Linked DNA regions of Anas platyrhynchos: all the other regions are linked to region 3. Evidence: chromatin contacts called from public Hi-C data. All regions are on one chromosome and are shown on one strand. Each heading gives the region's core, a stretch centred on a gene start, on an enhancer-like site or on the middle of the called end of the contact. The rest is flanking DNA. Distances are from core to core; before and after follow the strand shown.

Region 1 (3,767 bases), core at 901-3,400, 67 kb before region 3:
CTTACAGAGAGGTTTTTCTACTATTGATTGTTTTGGAATACAAACAACAGACTGTGGAACACTGACTGTATACATATCTTTAGATAATGAATAACAGAATCCGTGGCTATTTGCACAAAGTGTATTCAACTTCTCCCTTACCAGTAAAGAATATCAGTCAATCCCAGGGTAGGCCAGGTCATCTAGGGGTGGCTACTGGGGCTGGCTCCCTCCTGTCACAGCTGTCTGGCAGTGGGCCCACCCTCAGGAACAGCCAGCTGGCTGTGCTGTGTGTTTCAGTTTCCTCCAAGTTTTCATATGGACTTGTAAAGCTGTTGAGCTTATTTTTCCTGATCAGCTTATTTGTTGTCAATCCAGAGAGTTTTCCCATTGCTGTGACTGCTGCTGATGCAGTCACTTTGCACTTAGAGTTTTCTCCATGGCTTCTCTACTCTGTCATTTCTGCTGGTCTGCACTGGCTCTTCAGAAAGATCAGATCTGTTTTGTAGATTTTGTTAGGTTTCAGGTCAGTTTAGCACTTCTCTGTTCTGATCTTATCACTTGCCCAGATGCACAAGTTTCTCTTCTCAATCTGCTATCTTCATTAGAGCAACAAATGGCCTCTAGCAGACTGAGACTTTGAGAAAAAAGAAACCTTCCTTCACTTTCTCTTGTATTCCAATAGCATACCTGCCAAACTATACAAACTGTTACAGGGTAACCCTTCATTTAGAAGATATTCTTAGAGCGCAGACACCTGCATTTATCATTAATGATATATACAAAATTTCATTTTAGTCAGACATATAAAACTTCTATGTAGAACTGTTACCAGTAGCAAAGCAAATAGAATTAACTTATTCTACGTTAATCTTCTGGTGTCAAAAGAAAGGTGTAAGTAGCATCTGTCACAAAACAAAACTTAGAATTCCAAAAACATAGATCCACACATTCAAAGGTTTTCAGAAGCAGTATTAGGAGTACCTCACTATAAAGAGTGAGTAATCTCAGAATAGATGACTTCCCAGACATTTGTCTTCCCTCAAATTAAAAATACAATGCATGACTAGAGTACATAAAGACTTTCTTTATATTCCCAACTAATAATCAACATTTTTCCTCAAGAGAAAGATATTTGGCAAATACAAGAAGATATTGTAATTAATTTAGTTATTTTGCTATATTTTAATCTCACTAGATTAATATAGTGTTGCATTTAGTTACCCAGATGAGTGAAAGAGATATCTTGTAAAACTTTATTTTTTTATCCAATCCTGTTTTACTATATGCTGTCTTCTTTTTCAGTAGGACAGTGCTAATATATTTATAATGATATTCATTGCTTTATGCAACCTCATGATCTTAGTTACTTACAGTCTCAGCTCAGTAGCACCAGGTTTCACACATCTGTCGCGTGAAAGTCTCTCCATCTTGTCTTTAATCACTCTTAACTTCTGGACTTTTTCTGTGATTGCAGTATCCTTACTGAGATGGGAATTTGAATGAGGAAAAACGGTCCATTTCCAGGGGAGATGAATTGAAGACCCTGTCATGTGTCACTGGTGGCATCTCTGTGCTGGGTTACTGGTAAGTGCAGAAGAGATCATTACTCCAGCTTCAACCACTCTTCTCAGATTAAAACAATGGTAGTCACAGGGATAGCAAAAGACATTCAGCTGTTTGAACAGCTGTTTCTGTTCACTTCTGAAGAAAGGCAGTCAAATCAGGTGCAGTCATGCCTGCTGGCTAGGTTGGTATAACAACCACTTAGTCATATAAACCATGGCCATCATCACATCTTCGCGTTGCAGACTTCATTGTAAGGGCACTAACAAATTTCATTCAAGTGCTATTCAAATCTGTACCAGTTAATAGAGTCATCTCATTCAGTGTGAATTATTTGGTATTGAGCTAGACTCAAATTCATCTTCTTCAACAGCACATAATGATTTATTTATGCCCTATGACTAAGTTTTTCAGAACCTTCTTAAATCTTGTTGCAGCTTGTCAGGAGCTTCTTCCATGTAGTCCATGTTAACATACTAAAATTTGCTGGCAGGTAAATTTATTATGACTGAAGTCAGGCTGGCATCTGAGCTTGTGTCTAACTCAGGATGTGCAGGATTACTTAGACACTTGAAGCTACTAGTACTATTCCTGCATAAGCAACTTCTTGAAATGGGGCCTCATCACCTGTAAGGATGAACAGCTGCTGAGCTGGAAAAAAGTAAACAAATCCTCTGGTATGGAAATCTGTTTTACATTCCCTACTTAATGTGTAATACTCAACTAATTCTGCCTGTACTGCGTGCACACATTCTGATTCTAATTCCCGTTAAATGATGTCCTGAAGTGTCGAAGTGGAGAAGTCTATAAAGTGTATACGTCTGAAAAAGATAATTATTTTTAAATATGTTTTCCTTGAAAATGATTACATTAAGCATGAAATCTGTGTGATTCTTCCTCTTTCTGATTTTTGCTACAAATGGAATTAGGCGGATTGTAAAGAATGTTACTGAATTCTTCTGTGTGTTAAAAAAGGAAGTTGGAATTTTTGAGGGATGTGAAGTGTTATCACTGTCACAATATTGGGGGAGAGGGAGGCTAAAGAGCTGAGACATGCTTTCCAATAAATACAGTGCTCTTCAGGCACAAAGACTTGGGAAGGAAACAATTCTTTCTAATTAGGAAAGTAATTTTAAGCAGAAAAAGATGTAAAAGCTTAAGGACTGTTCTTGTCAGAGAGAGATGTTTCTGAGAAGAATTAGGGCAATAGAGGATTATTGTTTTGTTAAGCCTTTGATTGAGATCTCAGACTTTCATCAGTTCTGTAACAATACAGGCAAGAGATCTAAGGCTCAAACACATCTCCAGAAAGGAGATCTTGGAAAAAGAAAATAGAAATAAACCCAGACTTGGATTTGGCTGGTGGGTATTTATAACTCACAGCTGAGAGCCAAGGGGAAGTTTTTCCATGATCACCCCATTATTTAAAAAAAAATGGTCAGGAAGAAAATTTTGCTTTTGTTTTCCCCAAACAAAACAAAACAAAACCTCTTAGTTATTTGAAAAATTCCAAACCAGAACATAAAAGATCCTTTAGAGGAAAACTCTGGAGTTGTCATTTAAAGGCTGCTCTGACTATAATCAAGATTAGAGCTTTTAATGAAGGCAAAGCTCATTTATCTGATCAGATCCTAACATAATGGTCTAGCATGTGATATTATTCTATATAAGTTACATAACACTTTTTGTTTAAGCACACGCTTTTCCTTCAGTAGCATGAACAACATTTTTAACCTGTTCAAATCCTTAAGAAATGTAAACAGATTTGAAGAGGAAAAATGGTTATTTATTAACAAAAGGGAAAAAAAACAAATATACAAAAACAACCAAGTCACAGAAAGTTGTTGTTAAGATGAAAGCAAGACAGGAAACTAATAAAGAGGATCAGAGAACCTGGAAATAAATGTTGACAGACTTGTGCATGGGCAGTTTAAAATCACATACTATTAAGCATTAGCTTTTTGATTAAGTGTTTGCACACAAGATTGCTTTTCCCTAGTAAATGCTAGAGATTATCCACAACTCATTTGTGTTTGCAGGTTTTCTGTGAGTATGTGTGGGTACATCTTACCATTTATCAGCCACCATGCACAGAGGTCACAAGTCCCCTGCCTCATTAAAAGACAGTGAGCCAATTGAAAAACAACTCCGTTCTCCCTTGGGGCATCTGAACATATGGTGCAGGAGTAGTATGGTTAATTTTGAAACAGTCAGATCTGGGA
Region 2 (3,612 bases), core at 495-2,994, 120 kb after region 3:
CATAAAGGCAAAGTATTCCTTCCAATTTATTTGTACCATTACACTCTTTTGTGCATGAACACAGCTTAAAATAAAAAATAAAGGCCTAATACTACCACGACAATTTAAAATATGCATTCAATTTAAATTTTACTACTAAAAATATATTTCTTGTGGATTTATGAAATTAAAGTCACTAGATAAAGTCAACTCTTGAAAGGTAGCAGTTTTCGATTACATCCATAAGTCCAACATTCTTCAAGATCTGTTAAAACAAAAGTATCAAAAAGAAAACACCTATAATTTTCTGAGACCGAGTTACTTACAGACGTTAAGCGTTCTTTTGGTTTAAAGACAAAAACAAACCAAGAGGAAGAAGGCATCTCGGTGCCACACGCCAGCTTAACAAATGTTAATTATTAGATTATGCCATCACTGGGTCAGCCTGATTTTAACCAGTTAAACCAATTGACCCAGCTGGTATTACGGTATTAAATCTGGACGTCTAGACATTACATCAAAGTTCAGGTGTCCAACTTGGCTGTGAGGAAGGCAGCCCAGCCCCGCACGCTGCCGCCCTTACTCCTCCGTTTAGCACGGCGCAGCGACAAGAAGCCCTGGAAGCATGTCCTACCGCGCTGAAGTCCAGCAAGTCGCTCAGCTCCTTGTCAGTTCCTATCGCGGCCATCCTCTGCTGCTGGGAATTCATCTTCAAACGCTGCGATCGCGTCCTGGGGCACGGGAGAAGGGGCACAGGGAGCGCTTCGCCTCGACAGCAGCCCGGGGGCAGCCCCCCTGCACCGGCCGCACCGACGGGGTCAGCGCCGGCCCCGACCCGCCCAACTCCTGCCAAGTGTCCCGGGGCTCATCCCCCTCCCTCCCTCCCTCCCTCCCTGTCCCGGCCCGAGGGCTGACACGCAGCGAGGAGCGCTCAGCGAGCCGCCAGCGCGGCCAACAATGGGGCTGCAGCGGGGGCGGCGGCGCGGGGCCGGCGGGGCCTCGGCACAGCCATGGCCGCCCGAGCGGGACCGCCGGCTCCCGGCCCCCCCCCGCCTCCTCCTCCTCCTCCTCCTCCCCCCGCGCCGCCGGGGGGGCGGGAGCGGAATGCGCGTGCGGCGGGAGGGAGGGAGGCAGGGAGGGGGCGTGCGCGCGCTCGCGGCGGGAGGAGGAGGAGGAGGAGGAGGAGGGGGTGCGGGGGGGGGGTGGGCGCCTTCCCTTGTGCCCGGCGGGCGGCGCGGGGGAGCGGCGGCCCCGCTCCCTGCAACTTGCGGCCCCCTCAGGGCCGCTGCGAGCCCCGCGCCGCCCAGCGCGGCCCCGCCGCCGCCCGCGAGGGGGGGCTCCGAGGGGGGGGCTCGGCGCCGCCCGGCCCCGCCGCCGCCCCCCGGGCTCACCCCCACGTACACCCCCCCCACACACCCCCCCTCAGCCCCGGTGGCGGCCCGGTCCCCCCGCCCCGGGCGGCCCCGCTGCCTCCCTCCCTCTTTCCCCCCTCCCGCCCGGCCGCCGCCGCCTCAGCCCCGCCGCGCTCCCGGCCGCCGCCGCTCCCCCGGCCCGGCCGCTGTCCGCCAACTTGTGCCGGGCCCCCCCCGCCGGTACCTGGTGCCCCCCGGGCGCTGCGCTGCGCGGGGCCGGGCGGGCGGCGGCGAGCCGAGCGCTCCCCCCCCGCTGGAAGGAACTTGTGGGCTCCCCTCAGGCAGACATTTTTTTGCTTACGGAGCCTCAGCACCACGTTCGCGGCCCCGGCTCCGTATCCCTCCGCGCCGAGCGCCGCCGCCGCCGCCTTAACCCTTGCCGCGCCGCGCCGGGGGCGGGACGAAGGAGCCGCCGGCCCCAAGCAGCGCCCGGCGACGACGACGGCGGCGGCGGGGCAGGAGCCGGGGGGGCGGCGCGGGGCGGCCTCCCGGTAACGCAGCCGCCCCCCCCCCCCCGGTGCCCTCCGGAGCCGGGCAGCCCTCGAGGCGCGGCACGTGCTGTGTGAGGCTGTGTGAGGCTGTGTGAGGCGTCGCAGCGCCCCGCAGCGCGCATCCTCTGCGGGGGGGCGGCCCCGTGAGCGCCCCGAGCTCGGAGCGGGCCCCGGCCGCCCCCTCCCCAACCCCGCTCCCCCCCCGCTGCAGCGCGCAGCCCCCGGGGCTCGGCACGGAGCGGCGCTGCCCCTGCCCCTGCCCCTGCCCCGCGGGGAGCCCCCCAGGCCGGGCAGCTGCTGGGCCCGGTGCTCGCTGCCCGTCTCCCGAGCCTGCAGAGCCCCCAGGTGGCACCTCCTCGCCACCACCTGGCCGCTGGCCCGCTCCGCGCCACGCAGCGCTGCTGGGGTTTGACCCCAGGTGCTGAGGGCGACCTGCCCTAAGGGAAGAATTGAAAGCGATAAAGAAAAGAAGCTACTGACACGTCAGTCCTTTGGAGCAAGGGGACTTGGAACGCGCAATGGCAGGGAAAAAGGGTTCCTAAAATCCTGGAGAACCTCAAACACTTGAGGGAGACAGCAAGCGGGCTGCCCGCAAGCCTTCCTCCCTGCCAGGCTGCCGGGCGGCCAGCACAGCCCCCCGGGGGGCTCCCCAGCCCCATGCCCACCCCCAGACCCCAACCGTGACATCTTCCGGAGGAAGGGGGGGGTGAGCCCAAACTTATCCCCCCCTGGGCAAAATGGCGGCTCTGGAGCCTTCAGGCCTCTTCCTCCATTTTGCTGCCATAGATGCCACGTTCTGGATGATCATCTGGCCTTGGGATTCTGTGAATATTCATAGATCTGCCACCTAGAAATGCAGGGAGCAATTTGTATTAAAATATCAACACAATGCCTTCCATTCTCTGTGCCCCTGAGGAACATAAATATGTACTTTTCCCTTTGTAGTGTAAATAAGACTTCATCCAACGACAGGGATCATTGTATATTTCACAAGGACTCATCTGACACATTTGTGTTACAAGGAAGACCCCTTATTTATATACAGTGAAAATATTTTTGTTTCTCTCCAAGGACTACATTTGAAGACTCACCGGTATTGGTACTTAGTATCAATTGCTACAGCAGCTACACTCACAAGCATTGATTAGTAAACAGACTAAATCGAATGAATTGGAAGCAACAATGCCAACAGTTACTTGTACTGAAGTGTAACTGTATTAAAATTAAAACTTAATTTAAAAAAATAGAAGTTTTTATTTGCCCTCAGACCTAGGGTTTTACAGTTCACATTTGTAGGCTTTTATTTGTAGTTACAAAGTTTGAGTGGAAGATAATGCATCCACATAATCCATGATGTATGCTTTTTATATATATATGTATCTCCAGAAGGTATTTCCTTTGGTCCAAATGTCACTTTCTGATGCAGCTGCTGGCACCACGCATGCTCATTACCAAAACTCACTTCATAGCAGCCATTCTTCTGCACTGCAGCTCTACGGAGTTGACAACCCTCTTTGAAAAACTTCATTTTCAGACACCTGCAATGATCCGAACACAAAGTTTGCAGAAATGATGCCAGACAGCAAGTACCCAAGGCCTCATGGAAGGTGTGCTTTGGCCCAAAACATACTGTGAGCCTGACCTAATCTGACCTAATTTAACCTATTTTTTTCTGGATACCAAACATCTTCTGCCACGCTGGCCAGATTTGGAACCTTTAACCTCTTCAC
Region 3 (3,868 bases), core at 879-3,378:
TTCTACATTTGCTATGCCATTATTCCTCACAGTACTTTGTTAGGTCAGTTCATGTTACGGGTTCAAATCATAATTCAAGCATATCAAACTAACCCTCAGATGTTTACTTAGAGCAGAATATATGAAAAACAGACCTAAAATGGACTAATTTGAAAAGCTGGGCACAAAACTGTGATATCATTACCACTAACTCTGTATTTGTAGGAACTACAACCAGATAACAATTCCAAGAACTTCTGAAGTCCCAAGTAAATTTGGGTTTTGTGGTCGCATTTTTTTTTTAATCCCCATTTAAGCTAAGCAACAGCTGCTCTGAAATTTGTTTTCTTAAGAGACGTTACAGTGAAATGAATCGGGGCTGGATCAGTGATACTATACTCAGTACAGTTGTTTACTCCATTTTCCTTGGTGACAAGTCAAGGGTTAATCTGATGACTCAGCCTGACAAAACAAGTCAGCTGGAGACAGGGCCAATTTTTTAAACTTGATTTCAGACAGACATGCCGTCAGCAGAGGAGTGCTGAACTGACATGCACTTTGTAGCCCGAATTGTTTCCACTCATGACCCTGTACTGTGTGTCAAAAACAATAAGCTGCCTGTTTCTAAAGTATATAAAGAGATTATGAAATCTGATGCAAAGTGAAATACTGTCCTAATAATAAACCAAGCTACCTGTATCAGAATAAAGATTTTAACAATAAGAGGTTTTGTGAATGAACTGTATGTTCTTCCTAAAATCAATCTTTTATGTGAAACACATTTTTGTCCAATTTGTCAGAGCCACAAAGCAAATACACAGTAAGCATATGTAACCCAGCACTTGAGTCTATGAAAAAAATAAACATAATTGCTCCAGATCACTGAAAATTATCCTCATACCACATAAAAGGTAATTATGTAAGTGCCTCAATGGACAAGAGCCATCCTCTGGTCAAATATATGCCATAACAACACTGCAGTATCATAATACTTGAAAAATGTTACTGCTTTTTAATCACAGCTTTATTATTTCAAATGGGTCTGTTCAAACACAAGCAGCAAAAACTTTTACAATAATTTTGAGTCAGACATAATTCAAAGTTCCCTTTTCACCAAAAGAAGCAACTGTGATGTGTAAGTCTTGAGTTTCCTCACAGAGATCTGGCATAAATCTTTCTGAAAAACAGTAACCTAATACAACCCCAAACCTGCTATCGATGAGGACGCCAATTCTGTTCTTCTTCCTAATTTGTTTCATTTCTGAGGGGCTAGGTTAGCCTTATTTCCAAAGGCAGCAGGCTAAGACAACTGCCCTAGAAGGCTCTCCCTTTATCCCCACTCTGCGCAGGGCTGGACGTTTTTATCAACTTCAACCACGTTTGAAAAAGGCACAGATGTTTCAGAAGTGATTAAGCTCTTATCAGCGCTACGAAAACCTGAAACTGAGACAGAGGAGACTGACCCCAACCAACGCCTCCCTGAAGTAAAGACAAGGAATGGGGAATAAAGGAGAAAAGACAAATTCTTGGAAAGTCATCTGATACTGAACAGCCAGTTACTAACCAAAATACACACACACACCTATGTATCTGTATGTGTAAATGTGTGTATAACATATAAATATCAACTTTGAGCTACTAGCAATACTTCAGAAAAAAATTCTATGCACCTCAGGACTCCTAGCAGGATGCATTTCACAGCCAAACATTTATTAGGATTAACCACAGCAAGGCCGGTGTCAGCGTGCTCTGTAAGCGCACACCGAGCACAGCGCAGCTCTTCCAGCAGACAAGACCGAAAGCCTCAGGAAGCAGCGCTTACTGCTTTAGGTGGAAATCACGTTGTTAATTACATGGTAACAAAGCAGGAAAACTACGAACAAATACCAGTGTAACTGAGATTAAAACCCACCCAGTGCTTTTATGTAGCTATATTGCAAGGTTTTTTGATTGATTTTTTTTATTTGATTTTAGGAAAAACTTCCCGTTAGCTGTAAGTTAAAAAAAAATATATATAAATAAAAAAGTACGAGCACTGCCCCTGCTCAGCCCCCTGCGCTGTGGGCCCGAGCTCTCCTCAGCCCGCGGCCGAGCCCCGAGCCCCTCCCAGCGGCCGCCGGGCGCGGCGCGCGGCGGGGGCGCCCCCTGCTGGCGGAGCCCCCGCAGCGCCCCCTGCGCGGCCCCCCGAGGCGGCTCCGCCCCCGGCGCTGCGCGGGCTGGGGGCAGCCGCGGCCGCGCCGCCATTTGCTGCCCGCCCGGGGCTCTCCCGGCCTGCGGGCTGGCGGCCCTGCCGGCTCCCCCCCCGAGGGGAGGAGAGGACAAAAAGCCGCTCTCCTGAGCTGTGTGTGTGAAGTGCCACGCTGTAGTCTGTGGTAACGGGAGCGTTCGTCTGTCTTCCCGGTGAAGCACAAGTTGGAGCAGCCCCGCGCAACTTCTCCGCAGTTGACGAGCTGCTGCTCTGTCACCTCGCCCCTCAGAAGGCAGCCTCACCGCCGGGCGCTGCCTTTACATTCTGTGCAGATCTACACTACTTTAGGAGCATCTACTGTGCTCATTTTGCTATGCTGTGGAAGTGTAAAGAAAACTAAAAAATCTACCAGTAAATCCACCGTGCATGTGAGGGATTTTCACACAGAAGTTGTCTCAGTAAAGCAACCTCACAGTGGCCTACGCCACAGCCCGGCAGCAGCCCAGCAGCCCTGGAGCCACCACGTGCCCACGGTCAGGAGCTGCTGTGAAGAGAGGGGCACACACATCACGTCCCTCACCTCACCTCACGCAGCGAGAATGCCACCTGAGCTCACAGCACAACAGCAGCTTAGCTGTTCAGCACCAGTGGACTGGTTTTCACTTCACGTGCACAGCAAAGGGTGGGTGGGATGCTCTAATCTTAACTCACTGCGCTTTTCAGATCTATTTCAACTTAGTCCATTCCCTAAAAGCATCAGACTTTGAATCTGATGGCCAAAGAATAAGCATCAAGCAGAAGGAAGACTGACTCACAAGGAAGAAACCACAAGTTCTGCGTTGCATTATCCATAGGGATTCATTTGCTCACTTTCGTCATTTAAAATGCCTTATAAAACACAGCACAGCATCAGAGGCAAGGGTCGGGGTTACTCATGTCCCCGCGTGTTACATGCTGAAGGCGGACAGCTGAATGCATCACTCGACTGCACCAGGCAACTCAGAAGTGCTCTGAACAAACTCTAAATACCACTTTTTACATTTTGGCACCATTTCTCACTGACATGTTCTGTGGGAATAAATCTTATGAAGAAAATTAAACAATTAGACACAACGTCACACTCAGTTCAACACCATCCAGGAAGGATGCTCCAAAGGTTTTACTCAGACATACTACTCAGAAAAGAGACCCTGACTTCAGAAAACTATTCCAAGGATGTTGATTTACACCAGGCTACTTCAATACATACTGAACTTGTTAATTGTGAGGATAATTCTCTAAAGCAAGTCTGCTCACATTAGATTGTATTAAAAATACAACATTCGCTAAATATTAAAATCTCAAAAACTGGGTTTCAGATAAACAGACAACCAGATCACTTCCACCCCCTACTTCAGGTACTCTCTTTTAACCCTGGGGAGGAGTGGAAGTAGGAGGGATTACAAAAGGGAGTAAGACCAATTATTTATTTATTTTTTATTATTTTGTACTTCTCAAGCTCATTCTTTAAAAGGCTAGTATATTAGAAAAGAGGCCCTTTAGTTTGTTAGAGGTAATTCTACATACAAAAACCAAGTTTCCTCTCTCTGTGCTTAGTAAAGAGTTCAAATTTAGGAGAGAGATCTCTGATGATGGAAAATGTTCATTTGACAATCTGATTAAATAAGTGGCAATCAAAAGTTTAATATTAACTGATAGCCT

The links. Hi-C and Micro-C count contacts between places; a contact is called where the count stands out from the background.
Region 1: a Hi-C map of subcutaneous adipose tissue shows a contact between it and region 3, with 2.4 times the contacts expected there. The contact joins the promoter of CGNL1 here to the enhancer-like site in region 3. A contact is called at or near these places in 3 of 8 Hi-C or Micro-C datasets (liver, skeletal muscle and subcutaneous adipose tissue).
Region 2: a Hi-C map of subcutaneous adipose tissue shows a contact between it and region 3, with 1.6 times the contacts expected there. The contact joins the promoter of TCF12 here to the enhancer-like site in region 3. A contact is called at or near these places in 7 of 8 Hi-C or Micro-C datasets (F1 follicle, F5 follicle, liver and 3 more).

The regions. Positions count from the first base shown.
Region 1 is chr11:7,286,771-7,290,537 of IASCAAS_PekinDuck_T2T, reverse strand. CGNL1 (cingulin like 1) reads right to left here and starts at 2,150. Exons shown (of 21, transcript XM_038184782.2): 1 at 1,354-2,150. LOC113844967 (a long non-coding RNA gene) reads left to right here. Exons shown (of 5, transcript XR_011812063.1): 3 at 1,457-1,566.
Region 2 is chr11:7,104,217-7,107,828 of IASCAAS_PekinDuck_T2T, reverse strand. TCF12 (transcription factor 12) reads right to left here and starts at 1,744. Exons shown (of 22, transcript XM_038184788.2): 1 at 1,576-1,744; 2 at 614-710. The coding sequence starts at 688.
Region 3 is chr11:7,219,816-7,223,683 of IASCAAS_PekinDuck_T2T, reverse strand. The region is part of intron 9 of TCF12 (transcription factor 12); the gene reads right to left. Among named protein-coding and RNA genes, the nearest start is that of CGNL1, 67 kb to the left of the region's middle. Within about 2 kb of position 2,128, at least 4 of the 8 cell types and tissues checked have an H3K27ac peak or open chromatin away from gene starts, as enhancers often do. A contact at or near this core is called in F1 follicle and subcutaneous adipose tissue, where this site is marked.